Regions from separate parts of the Zea mays genome. Here all the other regions are linked to region 1. A link is a contact called in public Hi-C data. All regions are on one chromosome and are shown on one strand. The core of a region is the stretch at or near the end of the contact, and the rest is flanking DNA. Distances in the headings are between cores, read along the strand shown.

Region 1 (5,024 bases), core at 1,523-4,022:
TTACCATGACTTGGTGTGGCCGTATGCAAGCATATATACAACTCATGAAGGTAATCACAGACCTGGGACTGAAATTTACGTTCGGCAGGTAAAGCGTGTGTCCTACTTTTTGTTTGGAAACGAAATCAAGTACTGATTTAAGTTAGGGTATCACCTAGGCGATAAGGCACATCCAAATCACCATATGAGTATATGACGCTTTGCTGCCTTAAGAGCCGTGATTTGGGTGTTTCGTGATGAACTGTCCGATAATAAATAAGCTAAGTAAAAACGCACAGCTGGATCCTTTTCTTTATTTCTTTTTTGCATAAATGTGAAAAATAATTGTTCTCTTGATTTCCTGGTAGGTGTTTAAGTGTGTAAATCTGTGACGATGTGTTTTCTGATTCATACTTTCTAGTGCAAAACTCGAACTACTGTCCACTGTATGACAAATCTGGTGATTTACATTACAGAAGTGTATGCTGACCCTACTCACTCATCGTATGACGCTCTTGAATTTGCATTCGGGTTGTTCTCCACCTTTACGCCCGCGGTAACCCTTATACTGGACATAAATTTTGCATGCTGTGTAGTTTATGTTCCCCAACCCCAACGTATACATAAACGGTTCTTTCCATCATTTCATAGGCTGGCCTCAAGATAATACAGTTGTACAGGGAAGGATACAGGCAGGACTGGGAATTGTCATTCGAGAAGAACACCAGGACAAAAGGCGGATGGTATGTTTGCCTTCTGGCTTCGCCTTTTTGCTGTTGTAAACCCGAAATTCGAGTTGGCTGTTAGAGTTTTTGCAATTGTCTTTATAGCATTGATACATTGCATTTTCTCTAGGTATCAAGGGGGGTTAATTGTTGCAGGTCCAGGTATCGATAACATCCTGTACATCCACAAGGTCAGTGCCCCTTTTACGAAAACTTTGTACCGCTTGTTCTGATTATAAAGTACGTATATATAATCAATAGGGGCAAACCCCTTCTGTTCTCCCCATGAAAAAAGAATACTATCATACTATGACACTGTCACACTGAATGCAACTTCTCTTTTCTGGTATCTCTTTTAACAGGACAAAGAAGCCGGAGATGATCCTGACATGCAGGATGTGTTGAGAGCTTGCTGTTCCTAGAAAATCAGTGTGCCCCACGACCACACAGTCACTCTATATCTCGTTGTAAAAGTCAGGTTGTAATCAGCCCTCAATCTTCAGCGATCCTGTTCAGGATGCATGGGCTCTCTTTTTTCGTAACATACGACGCACGGGGAACCTTACGTTTATGTTTTGGTAGCAAGGGGGAAAGGATTGTAAGGGCTAGAATCCCCTTGCTATTTAATTCTGAGTAACAAGAGGATTTTAGCCCCTCAAATTCCTTTTATTTTTCTTGCTCCCAAACAAGCTCGTGCGTGTACATAACATATGTATGGTTCTGTATAGAAATCGATGAAGTTCTGAGTATCTGCTAGGAATAATATATAGGACGTACGAGACTCGTTGTTGTTGATGTTCTGCGAGACTCGTTGATGTTCTGTGTGTGTATACATGAGCATGTAGCCCGAGGCTCTTTTTTTTGCCCGACTGGGTTCGTGCCTGGGCCGGACCGCCACAATAAACGAGGCCATGCTTGGGCTATCCATAGTGCTTGCTGCGCGACCCGGCCCGCCAGAAAACAGCAGGCACGGGGCCGCCTCGGTGTCGGGGTGCAGGGCATAAGGCACACACGACATCCCCCTTCCCCTCGTCTCATCCCAGTGTCCCACTCCCACACGGCTTCTCCTGCTCCTCTCCCCACTCGATTCGTTTGTTCGTGGTCTGCCCGTCGCGCCGTCTTTGCCTCGCTGTTGTTGTCGCCACCATCGAAATTTCATCACCGGCGACATCGGCGGGTCTCCTACACTCCTTTTGTGCGGCTTGCCCCTCTCTGGCTCTCCCTCGGTCCCTCCCTAATCCAGAAATCCCTAACCCAAATCTCGTCGTCGTCGGTTATCGGCTCGTCAAGCGTCGTTGTGCACTAGATCCTTGTCTCCGGCTTTGAGCTCCGGCTAGGCAGGTACGTCCCTCTTCGGCTCTCCCTCTCCAATCGGCAATCCCTAACCCTAATCTCCTCTTCGCTGCTTGCTTGTGGGCTTTGGTAGGTCATCGGCCGACTACGTCGTGGTCGTGCTAGTGCCGCCAAGGCCGTTGAGGTACGGAGCCGAGAAGGGGGGCTACGTCGTGAATTCTGATCTAATTTGATATCACCCTTTGGCTTGTAATAAATTTGAACATTTGAATTATAAACTGAGTTGGTCGTACTTTTTTCCTTTCTAGGGTTTCTCACGAGGTATGAGTTTTACCTATAAAGGTTTTTAACGAGACAACATTGCATTAACAACTCAAATTTTGTGTATATTTTGTTCAAATTGTGTTGGATGTTGAAATTGTGCATGTTTTTGTTCAAATTGTGTTTTCGTGCTAGCTCGACACTCTATTTGGCTAGGGCTTTTCGGGCTGGCTTGACCCGAAAAAATGGTTCAAAGGGATGTGCCCACGCATGATTGTGCATGCTTGGCCCGATAGACCCGTGGGCCTGGTCATGTCGTGCCTTGGCATGAGCCCAGGTCGTATCGTGCCGAGCATGACTAGTTTGCTCATCTATAGTTTTGTGTCATTGCGGCCTTGAGCCCATAAGCTATTCGGCCCATTAGCTTAGCCCAGCCGAGACGCCGCGCGCGGCACAGCCCTCCTCCGGTACTCGGTCAGTCGGTCCTCCACACTCCTCACCAGTCACCACCAGACCAAATCGCAGCCGCGCTCGAGCTAAGCCCCGCCGCCGACGCCGTCATCTGCGCCCCAGAACCCCGTATTTCCCTCCGCCGCCTTCCGATCTCTCGCTCCTCCCCATGTCGGAGAAAAAGCGCCGCGCCGGTGCGAGCGCGGCCGGCGCCGCATCCAGCTCCAAGAAGCCGCGTGCTTCCTCGGCCGCGTCGTACGCCGAGTCCCTCCGCTCGAAGCTCCGCCCCGACGCCTCCATCCTGGCCACCCTCCGCTCCCTCGCTTCTGCCTCCGCTTCCAAATCCAAGGCCGCCGCCAGGTCCCTCGCGGACCACGACCCGTGCGCGGACCCCGCCTCCTCGTACATCGTGGTGGCCGACCAGGACTCCACCTCCGTCACCTCCCGCATCAACCGCCTCGTCCTTGCCGCCGCGCGCAGCATCCTCTCCGGCCGGGGCTTCTCCTTCGCGGTGCCCTCGCGCGCCGCCTCCAACCAGGTCTACCTCCCGGACCTCGACCGCATCGTGCTCGTCCGCCGCGAGTCCGCGCGCCCCTTCGCCAACGTCGCCACCGCGCGCAAGGCCACCATCACGGCGCGAGTCCTCTCCCTCGTCCACGCCGTCCTCGGCAGGGGCATCCACGTCACCAAGCGTGACCTCTTCTACACCGACGTCAAGCTCTTCGGCGACCAGACCCAGTCTGACGCCGTCCTCGACGACGTCTCCTGCATGCTCGGATGCACCAGGTCCTCGCTCCACGTCGTCGCCTCCGAGAAGGGCGTCGTCGTCGGCCGCCTCGTCTTCGCCGACGACGGGGACCGGATCGACTGCACGCGCATGGGCGTCGGCGGCAAGGCCATTCCGCCCAACGTCGACAGGGTCTCGGGCATCGAGAGCGACGCGCTCTTCATCCTCCTGGTGGAGAAGGACGCTGCATTCATGCGACTCGCCGAGGACAGGTTCTACAACCGCTTCCCCTGCATCATTCTGACGGCCAAGGGGCAGCCAGATGTCGCCACCCGGCTGTTCCTGCGGAGGCTCAAGGTTGAGCTGAAGCTGCCAGTGCTCGCGCTGGTGGATTCCGATCCATACGGGCTCAAGATCTTGTCGGTGTACATGTGTGGTTCCAAGAACATGTCGTATGACAGTGCCAATCTGACGACGCCGGACATCAAGTGGCTCGGTGTCCGGCCGAGCGACCTGGACAAGTACAGAGTGCCGGAGCAGTGCCGTCTCCCCATGACCGATCACGATATCAAGGTGGGGAAAGAGCTGCTCGAGGAGGACTTCGTGAAGCAGAATGAGGGCTGGGTGAAGGAGCTGGAGACGATGCTTCGCACCAAGCAAAAGGCTGAGATACAGGCCCTCAGTTCCTTCGGGTTCCAGTACCTCACTGAGGTCTACCTGCCTCTTAAGTTGCAGGAGCAGGATTGGATTTGAGAACTCTCCAATGCTAGGTACGAGATCTTTGGTCTTGTTCGCGTCACTTTGTTCATTGCTGCCCACGCTCGGCTTGATATGGTTATTAGTGCATTTCACCAAGTACACAGCACAACACAACACTTAGGCACCTTTCCTCATGAGTGAATTAGCAACACAGAGATCCAGATTGTTCAGTCAAATGTATCAGTTAACCAAGACTGTCATTATACCTGATATTGTGTTTGTACATGCAGATATCAGTAATTTCCCTAGCCAAGATAATGCCCTCCTCCGCTCAGTATTTTCAAGGACCAAATTGGCATGAATGAAGACTTCGCTATCTAGTTAATCACATGTATTTTTGAACACCAGCTGTTGTATTATTTATTTCTGCTGGAGAACTGTTCTGTGGAAAACATTGCTGCCAGATATGTGCTGGAATTTGATACATAACACAGGTGATTTAAATTGGTTCGGCCTCTTATCTGGTCGAACTTTGGTTGTTCTGTGTCCTATATTTCTGTAGGGCTTATTAGTTCCGTGTTTGACATGGAAATGGGATAACCCGGATTGAATGAAAATGTACTGGAAATTGATATATAGCAGTATGAAAATCCATGCATGATGTCTTTAGAAACATGACAATTAAATTCAATTACCCTGTTTTCATATGTACACCCAATCCTAGAATAACTGTACCAATTTATTGTATAGTAAATGGACCAAAAGGCTATTGTAAGAAAATGTCACACTGCAATCCTTGCGGCTTTCTTCTTCAACCAATGGTTCAGTGAGTTAATAGGGATTTTTATCATTCCCTGTGGTCTCCTAGTGAATTCTTTGGATATTTGCTC
Region 2 (5,024 bases), core at 1,430-3,929, 190 kb after region 1:
CCTTCAATCTTATATTACGCCTATTTACAAACACCGTGCATTAACGAGGAATCGTGCACGGATCCGATCCATCTCTAATATCGGAAACTGGGGTTCAGCTCGATGGCCTCGTTGAATATCAGCTGCTTCATCTGGTCTTCTGTCAGAGCCTGCCGCTCGAAGTCGAACGAGAACGGCTCCGTGCAGACGGGCTCGTCGTCGACGTCGTGTAGCCGCTCCAGATACGGGTGCGCCAGCGCCTCCGCAACTGCATGGCAGAACAGATCCCGGTGACTGTGAGAAGTGCGAGGACAAAACCTGCCATGGTGCCATTCGTGAACTCTTACAGTCACTGTATATCTATACAGGCAGCCCATACTACACATCATATATATGCTAGCCTTGTAATCTAGAACCATAAAAACCCAAAAAAAAAAAATAAAGTCTGCTAATCTGAAACCAATAGGGGGTTGATTGGTTGATTCTCTGAAGTAAACTCCGCTGGTCTGGACAGCTGCCTGCCTGCCAGTAGAGGAATCTAATCTTCAAGATTATCTATAGCCTTTGCTGTTTTTTTTCCATCTTGAGACATGTTTATTTTGTACGCACATAGCCGTCATCGTCACTTCGGCAAAGGCGATGTAGAGGAGGCTACGAAGCCGAGGATGGGTCAAAACAGCAGCAGCGCTTCAACCATCACTCCATCAGTACGCCGCTGCAGCTGTTTTTGAACCCTATTGCTATGTAGCGTAACATATAGAGTGGCCAGTGCGGACAGCATTACAAAGAGTGTAGTTTTTCTTTTAATAAAATGTACGAAGAAGTGGGAGCATCTGCGTATTGCTCCTACTAAATCGTAATAGTCAACTGTCAACACGGCACGAGAACAGAAAAGAACACGTGCGAAAAAAAACAAGCTAGGTGCAGTAGGCTCGCTGCGAGCCGCCGACTGACTGACCTGTGATCCTCTGCAGCGGGTTGAAGGTGAGCATGCGCTCGATGAGGTCCAGCGCGAGGGGCTGCACCCGGGGGAACAGGCTCGCGAACGGCCGGCGCGGGAATTGCGGGAGGTGGCGCATGTACTTCCGCGCGTCCTCGTTCCGGGTGAAGCCGAGCTCGTCGTCCGTCGGCGTTCCAATCACCTGCCAGCGCCGGCGACAACCACCAGGCGTCAGGGCACTTTGCTACTAGCTAGGGAAGGAAGGAAGGAAAGGACCCGCGTACCTCGGTTATGAGGCGCATCTGGTGCATGTGGTCGCGGCCGGGGAAGAGCGGGCGGCGGTCGATGAGCTCCATGAAGATGCAGCCGACGGACCAGACGTCGATGGCCGCCGAGTAGTCGGTGGAGTTGAGCAGCAGCTCGGGCGCGCGGTACCACCGCGTCACCACGTACTCCGTCATCATGTCGCTGTCGGAGGACGGGCGCGCCAGCCCGAAGTCGCAGATCTTGAGGTCGCAGTTGGCGCTGAGCAGCAGGTTGCTGGGCTTGAGGTCGCGGTGGATCACGCCGGCGGAGTGGATGTACTTGAGCCCGCGCAGGATCTGGTACAGGAAGTACTGGCAGTGCTCCTCCGACAGCTCCTGCCCGGAGCGGATGATCTGGTGGAGGTCCGTCTCCATGAACTCCATGCCGATGTACACGTCGTTGAAAGCCCGCGGGATCGGCGGCGGGATCACGTCCCTGATGCCGATGATCTGTTCGTCGGTCGGCGTCAGCGGATGGATCCAACTGTTCAAGCCAGGAAATGTGTACGTACGCGTAATATAATCCGGCCATGTGTGCTTACGTTCTCGTGGTCGAGGTGCCGCATCAGCTTGATCTCCCGGAGCGTGCGCTTGGCGTCCATGTGGTTGTCGAAGGCGTTGGCGATCTTCTTGATGGCCACCATCTCCCTCGTCTCGAAGTTCATCACCGAGCTGCGCGCGTCCCCGCAGAAGATGATGATGATGGATATTTTCAGAATTATAATCAACCACCAGTAACAATTTCCTAAAAATGCTTTCCTAAAAGGTGAGATTCTAGAGCTCGCCAACCACTGCACTAGATACTAGCTTAAATTAACCGAACCATTAGCTAAATACTAGGTGCAGGCGTGCAGCTGCAATTCGCGCTGTCCAGGAAAAATGGACGTCCGAACAGATCAGTCCATGACCATCATCCTGCTATTCCCTATGAACTAGTAATTAATCCTGACACTTGGCAATCATCTTTTGCAGTCCGCAAGGAATCAGCCACGGCTCGAGCCTGAGCATGCAGAACGTACCAGACGATCCCGTAGGCGCCGCGGCCGATGGGCATGACGGGAGGCTGGTACTTGCGCGTGATCTCGAACAGGTTGCCGAAGATATTGTACCGGAGGAACCGGCCGCCGTGCGTCACCGTCGGCTGGAATTCGGCGACCGGCGGAGACCCGTCCATGCCTCCGGCGGAGCTCATCTTCTTCTTCCCCGGGGCCCTGGCTTAGCTTATTTATTCTCGTCGACGAGGAAGAGGAATACCGGCTCAGTCCCGAGCAGACAGGCAAATCGGGCAAAAATTGGCTCTATATATCTCTCTCCCCCGCGGCCGATTTGTCAAAAGAGGGAAGCGCTGGCGAGGGATTTTTATAAAGAATTGGGGGGGCTGAAGCCGAAGCAGGAGCAAAGCCTCGATCGCTGCCGCCGGGTGCTCTGCCCACGACCGGGCGGGGGGCCGTGTGCCTTGTGCGTGACGCACGGCACGGCCACTGGCACTGCTCCGCTACGGACGGCGCTGATGGGAGGACCTGCTCGGATCCAACGGCGGGGCAGGGAGTTTGAACGGACCAGCAAGGACGCGCACCCACCCGATCGGATAACCGGCGTCGCACGCGGTTCGGGTGATGGGTGCGGTGCGGGTGCGGACTACGGAGGATAGGGACGCTGTGCTGCGACAGTGGGCCATCGTGTCAGGGTCTCGGCGCACCGGCGAGCGGGTTGGCAATTGGCCGATAGCCTTCGAGGCGAGTAGGCGACGACGACGACGACGACGCGTTGTTTTGCTGGCGCTGGCGCTGGCGCCGGATTGGACGGCGACGGGGACGGGGAGAGGTGGCCGGTCTGCTGCGGCGTTTGTGACCGTTGGGCCAGGGCTGATGACGATACGATTTGCGTGCGTGCGTGACCGGCCGCGCCTGGCGCGGTGGTTTTTGACCGCCCACGTCGTCGTCCTCAGTGGCGACGTGTGGAAATGGAATGACGACTAGGAAATCCTGCGCGCCGACTGCTCGACTGCAGTCCATCAGCCATCAGGTTCCCATGACCCCGCGCTAAGCACACCGATGAGGTCTGAAGATGGAGCCCCAAGAATAGTGGAATCATGGTATGAATCCGCTCTATTATGATGTGTTGTTTTTTCTAACCTTATTCATCATGTCCTTGCGCTGTACCTTAGTGGCTTAGTCCACGAACTTGGTTGTCATGTCACCTGTCAGCACCCCTCATCGACGAAACGCGCCGTAAGTGCTAGTCACAGGATGAATCCATTTTATCAAGCATATTGCACGAAATATAGGTTCACCGGCGTACCCAGAGGAACCTCAGTCAGTACCCATGGAAGTCCATACTTCTACATGCTGCTATCAGAAATTATCAGAGGTCTAACTACTATCAGACCCATGATCCTAGCCCCTAGGCCCACCTTGTCAAGGAGCATGATCTCGACCCCTTGAAGCAATAACTTTGTTCTTGCCACTGCCATCCATAAGAACGCCCTAAATCCTAGGCGTCTTAGGGCTCCAAATCCTCCTTAACACCAGGGTGCTTTTAAACCTAGTTCTCTCGATCGTCTAGGATCCTCTATGGGCCCAAAAACTCCAAGGTCTTGGCCTCAAATAATCCCAATGGCCAGGCCCCCGAGCCCACCCTGGCTCTATGGTCTTTCGAGAGGATAAAACAACTCCTAAAGAAGCACAAGCAAGACTAAAGAATATTGTTGGCCACTATCATAAGGACAAGATGACCTTCAAAGGTATGGCATTGTGATCGGAATCGGCTCCTAATGGCAGCATAGTAATGGCACTTTGGAGAAGGCTATCATGCACCATGTTAAATGTGATATCCGATGTTGCAGTCTTATAGGCATACTAAAGCCACGACACTAGCATCAAACATGCTCAATGTCATTGTTCGATAAGCGTCATTGAACATGCAGTCATGTTTGAGCATGCCAGGTTAACAAGTAATATAAAGTACAGAATGCTACACCATGTATCAACTACACCATAACAGATGGTATAGACTAGTACTCGTCCAAACAACGAGATATATTTGTTTATACGACATGTACGACTTCCATTGCAGCAAGACATCATCAACATTGTGGCATTGACAAAGACATGACACTATGTATGACTCCACAACCAAAATAAGATTGGCATTGTTGGATCGCTATAGAGCGAGATTGATAGTCCTACCGACTTGTAACTCTATCTCATCCATTGGTCTATAAAATGGAGTAGAGCGACGTAAAACGGGGTTCGATTCCGAATCATCTTGTATGATCTAAAGGTGTACAATGTCTAAGGGAAGCCATAAATGTGAGGTAGAGATCATTAAGCTAAATCTTTTATCAGAACCATAAGGGAAGGAAAAACAAAGAGGCCATGATGTTCAGTGTAACTTGAGCATGTAATCTTTTTTTTTTTACCTTTTTGTTTATCAATCCATCACATACAAGGATATATATGGTACGCCACGCTCTATGGTCTGAACATCTGTATGTTGCTCCTCAGGTTTCGATATTAGAATGTATCCAGGTTGAGCACATATCTAGATTACATTTGGGTATATTCGGTATCCTAATCTCCAATATCAAAATTAATTGAATTATAATAAATAAAATTTAATAAAATAATATGTTAAATAAAAATCAGATAATAAAAATTAAAATGAATGCCCATTCCGTTTATCTATATTTTTTGGAATTATAAAATTACTGCACGAGTAGAGATTAACATATTTGTGTATATGGAAGAGACAAATTAAACCAATACAGTTATCAATTAAATATCAATTAATATTATGTT
Region 3 (5,024 bases), core at 1,047-3,546, 170 kb after region 1:
TTTCTCTCTTCCCCAAGTAATATATGAGGGTATTTTTTATCTTTATTGTCAACATTAATTGTTATAGTAACTGTTTTAGTTTGTTGATCCAAACAGGGGCGGCTAAAGTTTAGCATCTGAACTTTAGTCACTCCGCTTGAGCCCAATATATCCAAACAGTGCCTAAATTAATATTTTTTGCTATTTTAGTCACTTTTAGTTTTATATGTTTGGATCTTTAGCTTCCAAGTGACTAAACTTTAGGGTCCATTTGTTTTGTCTTACTAAACTTTAGCACTACACTTTTTTTTGCTAAAGTGTAGCTACTAAAGAAACAAACAGGGTGGCTAAAAGTGTTGTGGTGAAGTTTAGCACCTATTAGCACTTGAGCTCCACTAAAGATGCAAAACTATGCTAAATGTGGTCCCAACCCTATTTTACATTGAATACCCTTTTCTCTCCCCAACCATTGGTCGTGTGCTTCTACTGGACCTCAAGTGCTAAACTTTAGCACATGCTAAATTTTGGCATGTGTTAGGGCATGTTTGTTTCTCTAGTGCTAAAATCTTGCTCAACTTTAGCACTTAAGGGCTATTTGAATAAAGTGCTAAACTTTAGCACTTGTGTTCCACGTGGAGCACGCGACCAATGGCGAGAGAGAGAGAGAAAAAGTGGTATTCAATACAAGATGGAGTTGGGCACCACTTTTAGCATAGTTAAGCATATTTGTTAGAGCTAAAGTGCTTTACAGGTGCTAAACTTTAGCACACCACTTGTAGTCACCATCTTTGTTTCTTTAGTAGTTAAATTTTAGCAAAAAGTGAAATGCTAAAGTTTAGCAGTGGGAAACAAATGGACCCTTAAACTTTAGCATTAAGGGCTAGTTTGGGAGCACAATTTTTCCAAGGGATTTATATTTTCTCAAGGAAAAAATAGTTAATTTCCATTAGGAAAATAAAAATCCTTTAGAAAAATGGAGTTCCCAAACTAGTCCTAAGAAAAGAAAAAAACCCTTAAGGCCTGTTTGTTTCGTTGGAATTAAATTTCATTTTAATAATAATAATTTAGACAAAACTAATTAAGTTCATATATATATATAATAATGTTTGTATATTATCCTAAATCATATGAGACAGATAGTTATATACTACATTTATATTATAGCGAAGTAAGTAGAAGAGTGTGCTATAAGTTGTACATCGGAAAAATAGCATGTAAATCTATATAATCAATTTCTATTTCCCACCCCATGAATTTGAGATAGACTTATATCATAACTTTGGAAAGTGATGGAATGTCACGTTCTAAAAAAATAGTCTATTCTATTAGTAAGATTCCAGTTCTTCAAAATTAGGTTGAGGAGCCAAGTAGAACGGAGTCGTTCCATCCCTGATTATAGGAACGGAGCCGCTCTGTTCTGTGTTTGGTAATCTGGAATGGAGCGGCTCTGTTTTTTGTTTGGTTGCAGAGTGAACGGAACGGGGCGTGACTGTGAGAGCGGGATGGGAACGGAGCGGCTTTGTCCGGTTGATTTTTTGGAGCGGAATGGTTCCGGATCTGAGGAGAATATTCCTTAATTGGAGCAATTCCGTTCTAGTTACTTTGTAATCAAACAGCAACAAACAAGACCTTAGTCATTTTTGCTTTACCTCCATCTAAACAGACCCTAAATATCATGTGTGTTAGACGTCTTTCCTTTGGGCTCTTTGGCATCGCAAGCATGCATTGAAGGGTTGGGCTACAGATCGATTTGGTCAATTGTTATTGCTATGCTCACACGGCTGAGCGAAGGAGCCGACAAAGCCTAAAACCAACTGGTAAGGGCATGTACAGTGGTGTTTAATGTGGAGGCTCGTAAGGTGTTTAAGGGGGTTATTTGCAAAAAAATCTTAGAGCCGTCTCTCCGTGAAGAGACGCCTCTGGCTCGTAAACCAAGTAGCAACAGACGCTTCATTTCCCATTGTACGAATTTGTCGTCTGTTCTATCGATCTGATGCTATACAAATACATTTAATTCTGTATTTATTAATAGACTACGTTTATAGACACACCATTGTACAATAGAGTCTCTTAGTTGTCTCCTGTGCTTGGAGAACTGTTTTGGTGTCTCTCCACTGTACATGCCCTAATTGTCCCCTAACCCTGTTGTGTGACGACTAGTCGTGCGTGCCCAGGCTCTCCAAATATTTCTACTACTACTGCCAATAGGCACAAAACTAATGTCAGTACCAGTAGGCTGTGTTGAGCGCGTCTGTGATTTGGCACTAGTAGTAGTAGCACTAGTATAAAGAAGCCCCCCGCCCGACCTACGCAGGCATCCCACTCGCGCCATCACCCGACGCAAAGACCACTCTCAGCCAGCCTCAAGGCGCGCGCAACGCCGCTCCTGCGCTTGCGTGGGTCGTCGGCATGGACAAGCAGGATGAGAGGAAGAAGCCCCACGGGAAAACAGACCCCAAGAGGGGCGACATCATGAAGCGGATCATAAAGGACCTCACCGGCGGCGGCAACGACGGCGGCGGCGGTGCCAGTGACGGTGGTGGTAACAGCGGCTCCGGCTCCACCCCCGCTGGCGCCGACTGACGCACATGGCGCGTGCGTACCCAGTTACGACGGCAGGGGCGAGCGGTGAGCCCCCGTGAATCCGTGATGGTTTGTGTAGTTGTTGCTTTCTCGAATCTGGTTATCTGGCAAGGCTAGCTGCCGGCTGCGTATCGTACGTTAGTGTAGGGGGCGGTCAGCGTTCGGATGGCGGGATGGGTGGTGTGCAATTTAAGACTGTGCTGTGTAACACTTGTGCTCAATAATTGTGGATGATCAAATCGATGGGGCCGCACGCCCGCACCTATTTGCGTCTCTCTCCTCTTTGCTGAATCTCTCCTCGTTGTCGTTACTATTCACGTGGTAATTATTATATTTTTTTTTTGTCTCCCCACGAACGGATTAATTCGTGCGTGTTAATTGTATCCTTGAGACTTTCACCACCTCGGATCGTGATTGCATGCATCCGTAATTCGTTCCGGGAATATATATACCTCTTTTTGTTGTTATTGCGAAACCTATTCCGGAAATAGTCATGTTTAGTGGGTGTTTGGATGTATAAGAACTAATATAGTTAACCGCTAAAATTAACCTAGACATTCAAACAGTCTAGATAATGATTCAACTATTAGCTACTTTTTAGTAAATTAACTACTAGTTAGCTAGCTAATTTAATCAGTAATTTTTAATCAGCTAACTATTAACTATAGTATATTCAAACAACTCTTAAACAGACGAATTACGTACGCACGAAAGGGCCTACACCTGTCCTGGCTCGTTGCGGGAAATTCTTCGGTCTTCACATTGAGCCAAGAACCGAATCGTGCAGTATCTATTTAGGAGAAGATAACAAACAATCTTCCGGTGTGCATCATTCTTGGCCGTTTGTTCGAGATGGCGCCGCGGCTCGGTCCATCGGCTCCTAGCAGGCACTGTACTTCTAGATGAGTACGCGCGCTCCTGGTCCTGGATTGGGCGTCAAGGCAATCTTCTAGATACATACACTCTCACACGCACACAGCGGCACGCCTGCTCGTTCCTGCCTTCCGGACAGGGCTGGGCAAAAAACCCGTAACCCGAAACCCGAATCCGGAATACCCGAACCCGAAATACCCGAAACCCGAATTTTGTTCGGGAATTTCGGGTAGCAACTTGCAAAACCCGAAATTATTTCGGGTAATTCGGGTATCACAATCGGGTACCCGAAATACCCGAATTACCCGAACTTTCATGTGTCATGTACTAATGTCATGCTTAATTATTAATTTGTACATCTATAATTATGTGTAAGTGTGTATAACTTGTGATTGTAGATTGCTTGTGTTTTATATGTCCATGTATATCATTATTCAAACTATATTTTTATACTAATTTAATAAGGTGCATGTGTTTTTATGAAGCCAACACAATAGTTCGGGTAGTTCGGGAATACCCGAACCCGAACCCGAAATTCCGGGTACCCAAATTTTCGGGTAGTGAAAAACCCATTATAATTTCGGGTATCGATTCTCAAAACCCGAAATTTTAAAAACCCGAATTACCCGACCCGAAAATTTCGGGTAACCGGAACGCCCACTTCACTTTCCGTGGACTTTGGCTTGACTAACAGGCAGCCAACCACTATCCACCGGTCTGCTCTTGCTTGACGTCACTCACCAATCATCACTAGCTTTCGTCATTGCTTGCGTCAGATCGTCCCTTGTCCATCTCCCGTCTGGCGCGTTCGCTGTTCAGGTAGATTGCATGCAATACAGGCCCAAATATGTTCCCACCGCTGTCTGGGAGGCTCTAGATGGGCCTCCAGCGGATGTCCTGTTTCTTTACTAGCCTGCAACGAATACTGGAAAAGGCCCAAAGTCAGCGGGTCGTGTTTCGATGCCAAGCTCAGCACGCACTTGGGCCCTGCTCGTCATGCCTGCCCACCTACGCTGGCAAGGTGGAAATGGAACCGGTCCGATGCATATCCATAGTACACTGTACAGGTTTTATCACTCGCGCTCGTGGCTCGTGGGGCGGTTGGAGCTTTTCGCCGATCGGCGGCGGTCGGCATCGAGCGGGCGCCGGGAAGCGCTAGCGCGCGCGAGAGCCGTCGTCGCGAATCCCGCAAAGCATGGTTCCATTCCATTCCATCCACCCTCTGCCCAAGTGGAGCTGCCGGGAAAAAGGAAAAGAAAAAAAATAAAACAATGTCCGCCGGTGCCGTCGCGCCGTGCTGCTGCGGGCCGCAGGGGCATCTGGCGTGGAAGTCGCCATCACCATCAGTTTCTCGCGAATTGTTAAGAAACCAGTTTAGGCTTCGAAGGCCCATGTGACCAATCTAGCCGAAACCCTAACTATGCACTATATATAGAGGAGGACATCACCATTTGTTGTAACCAGTGAACAGAATACATGAATGAGAATATCAGTTCCTCCTATATCTTTGTATCTTCAGTCTTTATAAGTTAAGAAGCCTTTGGACTACATTCAGTAGCAAAAGGTTCTTAACACGTTATCAGCACGAA

The links. A called contact is a pair of places that touch in the nucleus more often than the background predicts.
Region 2: a Hi-C map of root tip shows a contact between it and region 1, with 3 times the contacts expected there. The contact joins the promoter of LOC100272353 here to the promoter of LOC100273699 in region 1. A contact is called at or near these places in 5 of 25 Hi-C or Micro-C datasets (bundle sheath, ear, leaf and 1 more).
Region 3: a contact with region 1 is called in a Hi-C map of leaf, with 4 times the contacts expected there. The contact joins the promoter of LOC100277770 here to the promoter of LOC100273699 in region 1. A contact is called at or near these places in 2 of 25 Hi-C or Micro-C datasets (bundle sheath and leaf).

Annotation. Positions count from the first base shown.
Region 1 is chr1:43,346,243-43,351,266 of Zm-B73-REFERENCE-NAM-5.0, forward strand. LOC100273699 reads left to right here and starts at 2,773. Exons shown (of 2, transcript NM_001148111.1): 1 at 2,773-4,205; 2 at 4,425-4,840. The coding sequence starts at 2,878. The coding sequence ends at 4,188. It overlaps LOC100278941, which reads left to right. Exons shown (of 9, transcript NM_001367126.1): 6 at 456-535; 7 at 631-722; 8 at 835-895; 9 at 1,067-1,487. The coding sequence ends at 1,126.
Region 2 is chr1:43,532,202-43,537,225 of Zm-B73-REFERENCE-NAM-5.0, forward strand. It overlaps LOC100272353, which reads right to left and starts at 2,680. Exons shown (of 5, transcript NM_001146836.2): 1 at 2,244-2,680; 2 at 1,767-1,896; 3 at 1,204-1,674; 4 at 938-1,121; 5 at 1-247. The coding sequence starts at 2,416. The coding sequence ends at 75.
Region 3 is chr1:43,513,135-43,518,158 of Zm-B73-REFERENCE-NAM-5.0, forward strand. It overlaps LOC100277770, which reads left to right and starts at 2,297. Exons shown (of 1, transcript NM_001364102.1): 1 at 2,297-2,835. The coding sequence starts at 2,389. The coding sequence ends at 2,562.